Linked DNA regions of Sus scrofa: region 1 is linked to region 2. The links are chromatin contacts, called in public Hi-C maps. All regions are on one chromosome and are shown on one strand. The core of a region is the stretch at or near the end of the contact, and the rest is flanking DNA. Distances in the headings are between cores, read along the strand shown. Region 1 has its middle 16 kb from the start of PUM3. Region 2 holds the start of LOC106509183 (histone-arginine methyltransferase CARM1-like).

The links. Hi-C and Micro-C count contacts between places; a contact is called where the count stands out from the background.
Region 1: a contact with region 2 is called in a Hi-C map of skeletal muscle, with 8 times the contacts expected there. The contact joins the enhancer-like site here to the promoter of LOC106509183 in region 2. A contact is called at or near these places in 5 of 47 Hi-C or Micro-C datasets (alveolar macrophages, embryonic fibroblasts, epiblast stem cells and 2 more) and 1 of 2 datasets of contacts at active chromatin or transcription factors (skeletal muscle).

What each region holds. Positions count from the first base shown.
Region 1 is chr1:218,975,714-218,981,451 of Sscrofa11.1, reverse strand. No RefSeq gene overlaps it. Among named protein-coding and RNA genes, the nearest start is that of PUM3, 16 kb to the left of the region's middle. Within about 2 kb of position 3,906, at least 5 of the 83 cell types and tissues checked have an H3K27ac peak or open chromatin away from gene starts, as enhancers often do. A contact at or near this core is called in skeletal muscle, where this site is marked.
Region 2 is chr1:218,673,596-218,679,052 of Sscrofa11.1, reverse strand. It overlaps LOC106509183 (histone-arginine methyltransferase CARM1-like), which reads right to left and starts at 2,601. Exons shown (of 12, transcript XM_021064264.1): 1 at 2,119-2,601. The coding sequence starts at 2,404.

The DNA of each region.
Region 1 (5,738 bases), core at 2,657-5,156, 300 kb before region 2:
GTTTTTGTTTTCCTCTCTGTCTCCCTGTCTCTCTCTTTTTTTTTTTTTTTTTTTTTTTTTTTTTTTTTTTTTTGCCTCACTCATGGTATATGGAAGTTCTCTGGCCAGGGATGAAACCTGAGCCACAGCTCTTACCTACACTGCAGCTTGGCAACGCCAGATCCTTAATCCACTGCACGGGGATGGGGATCTAACCCTCACTGCCTTAGAGGCAACACTGGATCTTAACCCATTGTGTCACAGCAGGAAATCTGCCTCTCTTTTTTTTTTTTTTTTTTTTTAACTTTTTAGGGCCATACTTGCGGCATATAGAAGTTCCCAGGCTAGGGGTCAAATTGGAGCAGCAGCTGCTGGCCTACACCACAGCCACAGGATCCAAGCGCGTCTATGATCTACACCACAGCTCATGGCAGTGCCAGATGTTTAACCCACTGAGCAAGGTCTGGGATTGAACCTGCATCCTCAGGCATACTAGTCGGGTTTGTTACTGCTGAGCTACAACGGGAACTCCCTATGACACATTTTAATATATGTGCTGCTGAAGAGAGCACTCCTATGACACATTTTGATAGCCTCTTTTTTAAAATTAACTGATTCTCTCACAGTCCTACTCACATCCAAAATCTGCACTGATTTGCGCTAATTTATAGCTCATCTTCTCTAAGCAATACTTTATTTCTCAACATAAAGTAATTGAGAGAAAGTCTTAAAAATAAGAAAGTCTGTAAGGACTGTATTCAAAAGTGATTTGCTTTTCTTTTTCTTTAAAGTAAAATTCAGGCAAATATGTGCAAATGATGCAACTGACAAGGGCTTAATTTCCAAAATTTACAACAGCTCATATAACTCAGTACAAAAACAAAAACAAAAAACGCAGTCAAAAAATAGGCAGAAGATAAACAGATGGAAAATAGACACCTGAAAAGATGCTCAACATTGCTAATTATTAGAGAAATGCAAATCAAAATTACAGTAAAGTATCACCTCACACTGGTCAGAATGTCCATCAATATATAGTCTACAAACAAATGCTGGAGGGAGTGTGAAGAAAAAGGAATTATCGTATAATGTTGGTGAGAATGTAAACTGGAGCAGCTGCTATGGAAAACAGTATGACGGGTCCTCGAAAAACTAAAAATAGGAGTTCCCATCCTGGTGCAGTGGAAATGAATCTGAGTAGGAACCATGAGGTTGCAGGTTTGATCCCTGGCCTCATTCAGTGAGTTAAGGATCTGGCATTGCCGTGAGCTGTGGTGTGGGTCACAGATGCTGCTCCGATCTGGCATTGCTGTGGCTCTGGTGTAGGCCGGCAGCAACAACTACAATCAGACTCCTAGCCTGGGGACCTCCATATGCTGCAGGTGCAGCCCCAATAAAACAAAAAGTCAAAAAAAAAAAAGAAAGAAAGAAACTGACAACAACTAAAAATAGAGTTTCCAGATGATCCAACAATCCTACTCCTGAGCACATATCTGGAAAAAACTGTAATTCAAAAAGATAATGCACCTCTATTTTCATAGCATCACTATTTACAATAGCCAAGACATGGAAGCAACCTAAATGTCCACTGACAGTTAGATAAAGAAGATGTGGTATGTACACACCTGTACAGTAGTATACACGATGGAATACTACACAGCCATAAAAAAGAAGGAAACATGGATGGACCTAGAGATTATCATATTAAGTGCAGTAAATTAGAAAAGACAAACACCATGTGATATCATGTATATGCAGAATCTAAAATATGACAAAAATGAACTTATCTATAAGACAGAAAGTGCCTCACAGACATGGGGAACAGAGACTATAGTTACCAAGGAGGGGAGTGAAGGAGGGATGGATTGGGAGTTCGGGGTTAAGCAGATGTAAACTATTATATATAGAGTGGATAAACAACAAGCTCCTACTCTATAGTAAAGGAAACAATATTCAAAATTCAATAATAAATAATGTAATCACTTTGTTGTACAGCAAAATTAACATAGCATTGTATCAGCTATACTTCAATGAAATAAATTTTTTTAAAATTCAGGCAAATACAATACAGTTTTCCTAGAAGGGAGACTTATGGTTCAGGGCTATGGCTGATTCAGTTTAAGATATTCCAGTGATTCCTTAAGATATCTACTGTCAGGTCAGACTGGAACAAACTCCAGATGAATTACACACAGAGAACACCTTCAGGATATATACATATATATATACATATATCCTGGAGGGGTGTGTGTGTGTGTGTGTGTGTGTGTGTGTTTGTGTGTGTGTGTGTGTGTATAAACATATTTTAGGGCTGCACCAGCAGCATATGGAAGTTCCCAGGCTCAAGGTAGAATCAGAGCTGCAGCTGCCAGTCTACACTGCAGCCACAGCAGCATGGGATCTGAGTGACATCTGTGACCTACACCACAGCTCACGGTAACACCAGATCTTTAACCCACTGAGCGAGTCAGGGATTGAACCCACATCCTCATGGATACTAGTCAGATTCATTTCCAGTGAGCCATAATGGGAACTCCTTCTCTAGGAGATATCAAATCTTCCATTAGATTCTGGACTGCTCTAGCCAGGTCAGTCTCTCTAGGAACTATGTCATGACAGAATACCAGCCTCATCTGCTACTCTGTGGCACCTCATCTCTCTTTCAGTTGTTCTCATCTAAGGCTATTCTGCCCCTAGGGGGTCACTTGGCAATGCCTGGAGACATTTTGGATTGTTACTGTTGGGGGATACTAGTTAGAGTTCTCCTAAGAAAGAATCTATAGGATCTATGTATATATACATAGAGAGAAACTGATTTTAAAGAAATGGCTTATGTGATTATGGATGCTGGCAAGTCTGAAATGGGTAGTTCAAGTTGAAATTTCATCAGGATGGAGATCCAGGGAAGAGCTGATGTTGCAGTTCAAGTCCAAAGGCTATTTGCTGGCAGAATGCCCTCTTGCTTGAGGAGGTCAGTCTTGTCTTCTCTTCGGGCTTTCAAGTGATTGGATGAGGCCGACCCACATGATAGGGACGATCTGTTTTACCCAAAGCCCTCCAATCTAAATGTTAATCTCATTCAAAACACCCACACATGAACATCCAGAATAACATTTGACAACATAGCTGAGGAGTGTGTTCCAGACAATGACACAAAATTAACTATCAAGGGGGTGGGGGTGACTGGCATCTATAAGGCAGAGGCTAGAGATGCTGCCACAATCCTACAACACACAGGACACACCCCCAGAACAAAGAATTATCCAGTTCCAGAGTTCCTGTCGTGGCTCGGTGGTTAACGAGTCTGACTAGTATCCATGAGGGCATGGGTTTGATCCCTAGCCTGACTCAGTGGGTTAAGGATCCGGTGTTGCTATGAGCTGTGGTATAGGTCACAGATGTGGCTTGTATCTCACACTGCTGTGGCTGTAGTATAGGCCAGAAGCTACAACTCTGATTCAACCCCTAGCCTGGGAATCTCCACAGGTACAGCCCTAAAAAGACAAAAAAAGACACACACACACACAAAAGAATTATCCAGTTCTGAATGTCAATAACACAGAGTTTAGAAATACTGGTCCACAGACTCCAGTCACAGGCTTATAATGTGGCTATAACATCATTGAATGGAGGTGATGGGACTTTTCCAGTTTGGAGGGAGCCATTAGATTTGTCTGGAAAGAAATTGATGGGTGAAAACATCTTAATGAAGTTCATTCTTCCCTTCTCTTTCCATGCTGACTTGATGAGAAAGAGAATTATTCCACTGAAGACATTCTACCTTTGATAAGCCTGCTGGTTTGGGACTCCTAGCAGACAGAAATTTAATTTCTTCTTGCCGATGCCTCAGCCAAGCTTTCAGCTGCAGAAATGTGCTGAGGAAAAGAAAAGAGAGTTCCTGGCAGCTCCTCTGACCTGGGTCAAATGTGAACTCAGACGTTCCTGGAGCAAAACCAGCACTGGCATAGAACTGTCACTGGGAAGTGCAGCCACAGAAGCAGGGCAAATGTACTAAAACTGACAATGAACTTGCAGAGAACAACAGAGCAAACTGGCCAACAGCACAATAACTGCATTCATTCATTTGTTCATTTGTCATTCCTTCATTCCTTAGAAAATTGGTGCTAAGATCTGAGTGAATACGGCAGGGCATCCTTGTCTCTGTTCTCAAGTTTTGCAGTCTCATGAAGAATGAAAGGCAGTTAGAAGTGCGTTACCAAGGAGAAGCTTGTTCTGCATGGACATACAATCTCATTTAGAGCCGACTTCTGCTCCACTCTTGTGGGAAAGAGTCTTAGATTTGGGGCCCAAATTGGATTCAAATTCTAGCTCCTAGACTTCCTGGCTGCCCAGTCAGTTATCTTCTTGGATGTCCTATGAAATGGGGACAAAAACCCCTGCCATTCCACCTGTCATGTGGACTTAATGTGAGAAGCAAATATAAATATCCATGAAAATGCTTTGTCAGTTGTCAAGCCCTAAATCATTGTTTCTCATCCCTGGATGTACATGAGGATCACCCAGTAGCTTTTTAAAACTACTGATGCCTGACCCTCCACCACCAGTTCAGACTAATAGAGTCAGATTCCCTGAGGGGAAGGGTCTAAGCACTGGCATTTTTTTTTTTTTTAAGTTCCTAGAGAAACTAAAGCACAATCATCCCATAAAGGCATCATCAATTCGTATACTGTTACTTCCCCAAAGTAATCATAGTCAAAATGTCATTTAGTGATTCTTGTGTCCCAAAGTTGGCTCAGATTTGACATAAAAAAGTAAATTTGGGCCCCTTTGCTTTGAGAGGTCTTGCTTTAAGGCTACAGAAGAGCCTGCCATGGCTCAGAACCTGACAGTCAGCAGGGACAAGGAGAGTCTTGAGTGGTGAGTGGGGGACAGATCTCCCTTCAGGCATGAAAGAAGGTCCATCCACCAGGTAGAGTGTGACCTACTAATGGTAGGAAATATGAGTCAGACAACAGACAGTGGACTTCCTGCTCTGCAGCTGGCACTTTTTAGACATTAGGGATATTATAATAAACTGGAAAACAACAATCACTGCTTTCCTGGAGATTGTGTTCTAGCAGGAGAAGGAAGACAATAAAAATTAACAAATAAAAACACATAAAATGTTAGATGGTGATAAGTACCACAGAGAAAAGTAAAATAAGAAATATGAGTCTTGGTCCTATGAAAGAAGTGAGAGAATGAGCCATGTTGGTCCCGGGAAGAACAGTGTTTTAGGCAGAGGGAACAGCAAGTACAAATGTTCTGAGGCAGAGACATGCCTGGTTTGTTTGAAGAATAGCAAAGAGGCCAGCATTGTTGCTGAAGGTGAGGTGATGAGATCAGGGATTCATCTGCAGGCCTGGTTACAGAGCCTTGAGGATACTGTGAAGACTTATTTTTACACTGAATGGGAAGGATTTTGAACTAAGGAGTGTTAATGATTTGACTTGTATCTTTATAGGATCATTACCTGCCATGTGGAGAGTGAACCCAAAGGATAAAGACAGAAGAAGGGAGCCCAGATAGGGGGCTGTTATGACAAGCTGAGAGGGGCTGATGGCTTGCACTAGGGAGGGAGCAGTGGAGGCCATTAGAAGTGGCTGGGGAGATCAGAAATAGCAGAGCTCAGGTGAGGACCCAGCATCACAACTGATGACTCAAAGGCAAGCTGACCAAAGCAAGGAAGCAAATGTGTCAGAAACCCAGATAGTCCACTAAGATCAAAGTCACCTGAAGCCTCCAGACAGATAGAGATG
Region 2 (5,457 bases), core at 1,352-3,851:
TATTCTAAAGGTACATTTCTTAAGCCCATTCTTATACTCCATTAAGGAATTTGGGCCAATTTTTATCCCAGGAGAAACTCTACTCATTCAAAATGCTGCTACTGAACATACAATATCTAAATATGCCAAAATCTTTTCTTCTAATAGGTTCATCAGAATATGTTTTTAAGCTTGCTCTGCTTGGCCACCATCCATAGCGGTCTAGTTGGTTATATAGCAAAATGAGTTATGTTTAAATAAAAAAAACGCTAGAATTGTTCTCCAAAAACTCTCCATAAATGAGGAGTAAGCTTTAGTAATTACATGTACATAAAGAATGGATTTTAGGACTCAATCAGTTATGCGAGTGAGTTTTCTGCTTCCTTGTTAGTCTTTCCCAAGGAAGCTCGTCAAAATCTTGTGACAATGACTACTTTCCTTAGCTTTAATTATCCTTTTTATTTCCATTAGTTATGTATAATACACACTACAGAGGTCATCTCCAGACTTGATTTGCTGCATTGAAAGAAAGTTTATTCCTCTCTGTAAAGTAATTATATCCTCATTGACCAGGCACTGGGTATGCTCTGGGGAATCTACAACTTCAGTCACCTTGAACCTCTGATACTTCTTCTTTTAAGGCATATTTGTGGGAAAGAAATCCACAGGACACTAAGTACCGTGCATATCTCAAATCCGAGCTTCTGTTTCTCCCTCTTTATGGCTACAGATTAAACAAAATTACCCTAATAGGCAAATGGAACTTTCTTTGTGGCACCTTGAATTTCAGAATACCCAGAGGAAAACACTGAAACCTACTCCTTTTTTCCTTCTAGTATCCAAAAGAGAAATCCAAGAGTTGCTGAGTAAGGCTTTTGATCTCTTGCCAAACCTCAAGCTTCCTAAGATACTAGTCAAATGATATTTAATATTTCTTTTTTAAAGGCCCAACCTCCCTCTCCCAGCCTAAAGGAAGAAGACACACACCTGAAAGGTCTCTTCCCTTTCACAACGAGCATTTCCTGAGTGCCTACTATGTGCCTGAATCTGTTCTAAAGCCTTAGAGATAGAGCAGTGAACCTGTATCTTACCTATCACAGACAGATAATACTTGAAATTCCCACAGGAACCAAACCACAACGCAGAACACTTCAAACTGTACTCAGAATCTTACAAGTTAGGGTCTGAAGAACTCAGGAGTCTGAAGACTTGCAGCTGTTCCCTACACTTGTTAGAACGGAGGGTACTTAATAGGTGGGGCAGGGAGGGGTGTGATTTTCTCATATTTATATCCAAAGTTTGGAGCACAAATATGCTTATTAGCTGGGCCCAGGTTCTAGAGGTTTCCCAGAATTCTCAAAAAGGTCCAGGATCTCACAAAGATTGGAAGCATTCCCTTAACATACCCACGAATCAGCTTCAGGAACCCAGGGGGCTGCACTTGCACGTCCTTGGTAAAGGTCACCTTTTGAACACCAAAGTAATGCCTAGAAGACACCACACAGGTCGCCACAGCCGCTCTGACTGGTGCACCCCCAACTCAGTCCCTCCTACACTTCAAAACTTCACCCTCCAGAAACTTCAGGGGGCAAGTTGGCCTACTGCCTCGGAAAGGGAGTGAGGAGCGACAAAGCCTTGATCCCTGAAAGGAGGCATGGGTTTCCATTTTGTTCTGCTCCCAAGTAGGTTCCCTGCTAGAAAATCAGCGCCTCACTTTTTTTTTTTTTAAACGATGATTTTTTTTTTTTCCATTATAGCTGGTTTAGAGGATACATGTATGTGTGACTGGGTCACCTCGCTGTATAGTAGAAAATTGACAGCACCTCACTTTTGACATCTTTAAGTTATGGCCAAGGCTAGTTCTCAGAGCCTGACTGCCCGCAGCTCCAAAGTTCTCAGAGCGCAGAAATGCACAAATGGATTCATCTGGGTCTTTTTGGGACAGGTGAGTTAGCTCGCACTCCCCCTCCGCGAGCTGTGGCCGGGCTCAAATGCTCAGGGTTACCAGGAGCGCGCCCCGCGGCCCCAGGCATGCGCCCCGCAAGCACGCACCCTCGCCCCTCTGTTCCACCGTCGCGCGCCCCAAAGGCTGCCACTCCTGAGCAGGACTCGCGTGCGTGGGTCGCCCCAGTACTTTACCGTCAGTCACCGTAGCATCTGCCTCCTCCCCTGCCGGGTGGACCTCCAGCCGCAGAGTCGTCGGGTTAGAGAGCAAGAGCGGCCCCGTGGAGAAAAGCTGCTCTTCGGTGACGAAGCGCAGTTGCACGCGGTAGTGCTGGCGCGCGGGGACCCTGGCAAGGGCGGGGGCAGCGGCCATGGTGGGAGCACCTCTGCCCGGAGCCCGAGCGGCGCGGCCCGACGCTGCTCCGCGCGCCAAGAACCTGCCGCGGGAAGGGGAGGGACCAGGAAGCGCTAGCACCTTCATCACCTCCTCCGAAAGTTCGTTCTTCTAGTTAGGAGGCGCCTGGCGGCTGGGGCTGCACCCACTGCCCTGCGCATCCCCTTACCTCACCCAGTGCCCGGCTGCCGCTGTTACGTGGCGACCTCCGGTACACAGGGGCGCCCAGTAGATGCTCAGGAGGGCGCAGTCACTCCGCAGGGCTGCTGCTCCGCAGCACAAGTTTGGAGAGCGCTCGAGGCACCTGGAGGCAGTTGGAGTTTGGAAGCAGAAGGGTGACACCTGCTGTTGGCTGGGACCCTCCGTGGGCGTCAGTTTGGAAACAGCGTTGGCCCGAGCTTCTGCTGTGTGGGCACTTGCTCTTGGGCAGGTTATGGGGCTCCTGGCGCCCACGCGTGAACAGCGGTGCTAAGCACTGAGCTCTTCCCTCATTGACAGGGTCCTGACAATGACAGGGCACTCGTGCTACTGGCTGGTGATGAATGACCACATTCATCTCCCATCCCCTAACTGGGGACTGAAATCTTACTCGCTGCTGGATTGAGAACCATTTGGCTAGACGTGAGTGTGGAGGGCCAGGGAGTCTGATGCCTAACTCCAGCAAACATCTCATCTACCCATTTAGCTCCAGCGTCAAAGGGTGGAAGCTCCAAACGGTATCACACGTTGTCTTCTCTGCAGAGAAATTGGTCTTCTGCTTCAGGGGGTAAAGAAAAAGAAACAGTCCTTCCTCTGACAGGAGTTCCCCCCACTGTTATAGACCCAGGTGCCTTAAGGGAATTTTCTTCAAATTCTGAACCCACTTGTGTATCCTCAGTCTATAACCTCTTGACAGGACAGACCGTAGGGAGGAAGCAGATTGTAAATCCACTTGGATTCTATAAAGATAATGTCCTTAGCCAAGCAAGTTGACCTTTTAAGAATGAGTTTCCCTAAAGGCCCTGGGGTCTGTAGCTTCAGAATTTCCAGCTCGACTCTTAAATGCAGCCAGGCTTTATGAAATAAATTCCTAACTTCCTTTATCGCCCCACCCCCACCCCACCTCCCATGTAGTCCTGGTTCCCACTGTGGCCTGATTCCTCCCTTAATTCCCTCCCAAGTCTTTCTCTTTCCTCCTTCTCTCTTACCTCTATCTTTTAGAGACCCTGCTCTTCCTTCTTATCCTATTCTCACTTACTACTGTCTCACGACTTTGATTTTTGCCTCGGAAACCCGTGGAAATCAGAAATGCTTTAAAAAGTTGGAGCTGTGGAGAGTTTCTGGTATGAAGACCACAGAACCCGTGTATTGTGCCCCTCAGGGTGTCATTTTGCCTCTCCTGCTTCCCCAGCCTCCTCAAAACATTTTCCTGACTTTCTCATTTCTTTTTACCTTCTCAAGCCCTGCCTTGATGACACTAAGTACTTTCATACTCCCAAGTAGCTCTTTACCCTCCTGTCAAAAAAACCCATCCAGCCTTCATGTGTTGTCAGCTTTTAACTTGGAAAGTAAGTCTGGGGATGGGGGACTGATTTATACTAAAATGTGAATGATGGATGAAAATGACTCATAAAGCACTTTAAAAGGGCAATATAATGACCTTGGTAGAATTCCCACCATCCACTCAAGAAACCTGGAGTTCTCTTGCTTAAATAAACAAACAAAAACCCATAAAACATAATGGCAGTCTTTCCCACACATTAATGTTGGGGGGCAAAAACCCAACTTAGGCTAATTGTAACAAAAAGCCAAAATGATTCACCACAAAGCCAGGAAATCTAAGTTTTGGTCATGGCAAGATTTAGGGGCTCAATTAAGTTTGACCAGATGGTCTTGTCTCCCCATCTTATAGAAAGGCCTTAGTTCCATACTGGGAGCTGTCACCGATTTACAACCTTTCAGCAAAGGCAAGGCCCTTTTTCTTCTAATTCCAAATCAGGTTGGGTCCATTTGAATATGAGTGATTTGCTGTGCTAAGTCTACCCAGCTAGGGACTTGGACTCTGGAGACTGGAAGCCTTACCAGTTTTGCATCCCCTGAATGACAGATGAGCAGGTAACCACAGGGAGGAGGTAGCTGGGATGATAAAGCAAGTTATAAGCGTGACATCTAACACAGAGCCCCTACCACATGCCTGGCACTGTTCTAAGCATGTTACACCCACTAATTCATTTACTCCTCCCCACCACCCTATAAGATGATAGTAATAATAATAATAGTATTACATATATATTATGTATAATAATATGTATTGTAGTTATTTTATTATAATAAATACTATAATAATATTTTGACTGATGAGGAAGCTAGGCACAAAGGTTAACTAACTTGCCCAAAGTCACAACTTAGAAGTGGCATAAGTCCTATACAACAGTTCAGACACTAAAGTAAGTCCATGAGTAGCCATTCCCACCATGTCTCAAAGTTAGAAGCTAGTAGATAATTTTTCAGTCTTCCAAATGGATAAAGCTCAGGGCCTTTGAGTCCCCAGAATTGTGAGCACATCATTTTAAACTGTTCCCACTTTCTTTCCCCTCGTCTTCTCACCCTCACACAGATGGTTAAGAATCCCTTAGATTTCCCCTCCACGAGTGTTTCACCTTCCAAAGTTTTATTTACACCTGTGCAGTTTTTGTCCTGGTACAAGTACAAACACAAAGTTCATGAGTCATTTGGTCTTTCTTCTGTATTGAGTATAGTGTAGATTCCTTTGCATCATCTACTTGATCCACCGTTGAATTTGACTTTCTATTTTTAGTTTATCCCAAACTTCTGGGGGTTTTTGGTCTAATAGCCATCCCTCTCTTCCACCTCTTTCTGTCATCAGTGTTTTTTTTTCAGGGTCTCCAAACTTTCTTAAAAAATCCGTTCAGGATAGTTAAGAAGAAAGAGCAGCACCAACCTGCAATAAAATGTTTTTTGTTTGTTTTAATACTTCTTCCTTTTTTTTAAATTTACAATGTTAGTTTCAGGTGTACAGCAAAGTGAGTCATACTTATATCCATTCTTTTTTCCCATATAGGTTATTATGCAATGGAATGTTATTAAGAGCAGCTGGGCAGACTTATCTGCTGAGTTCCTTCTCTGGTCTGCCAGCCTCA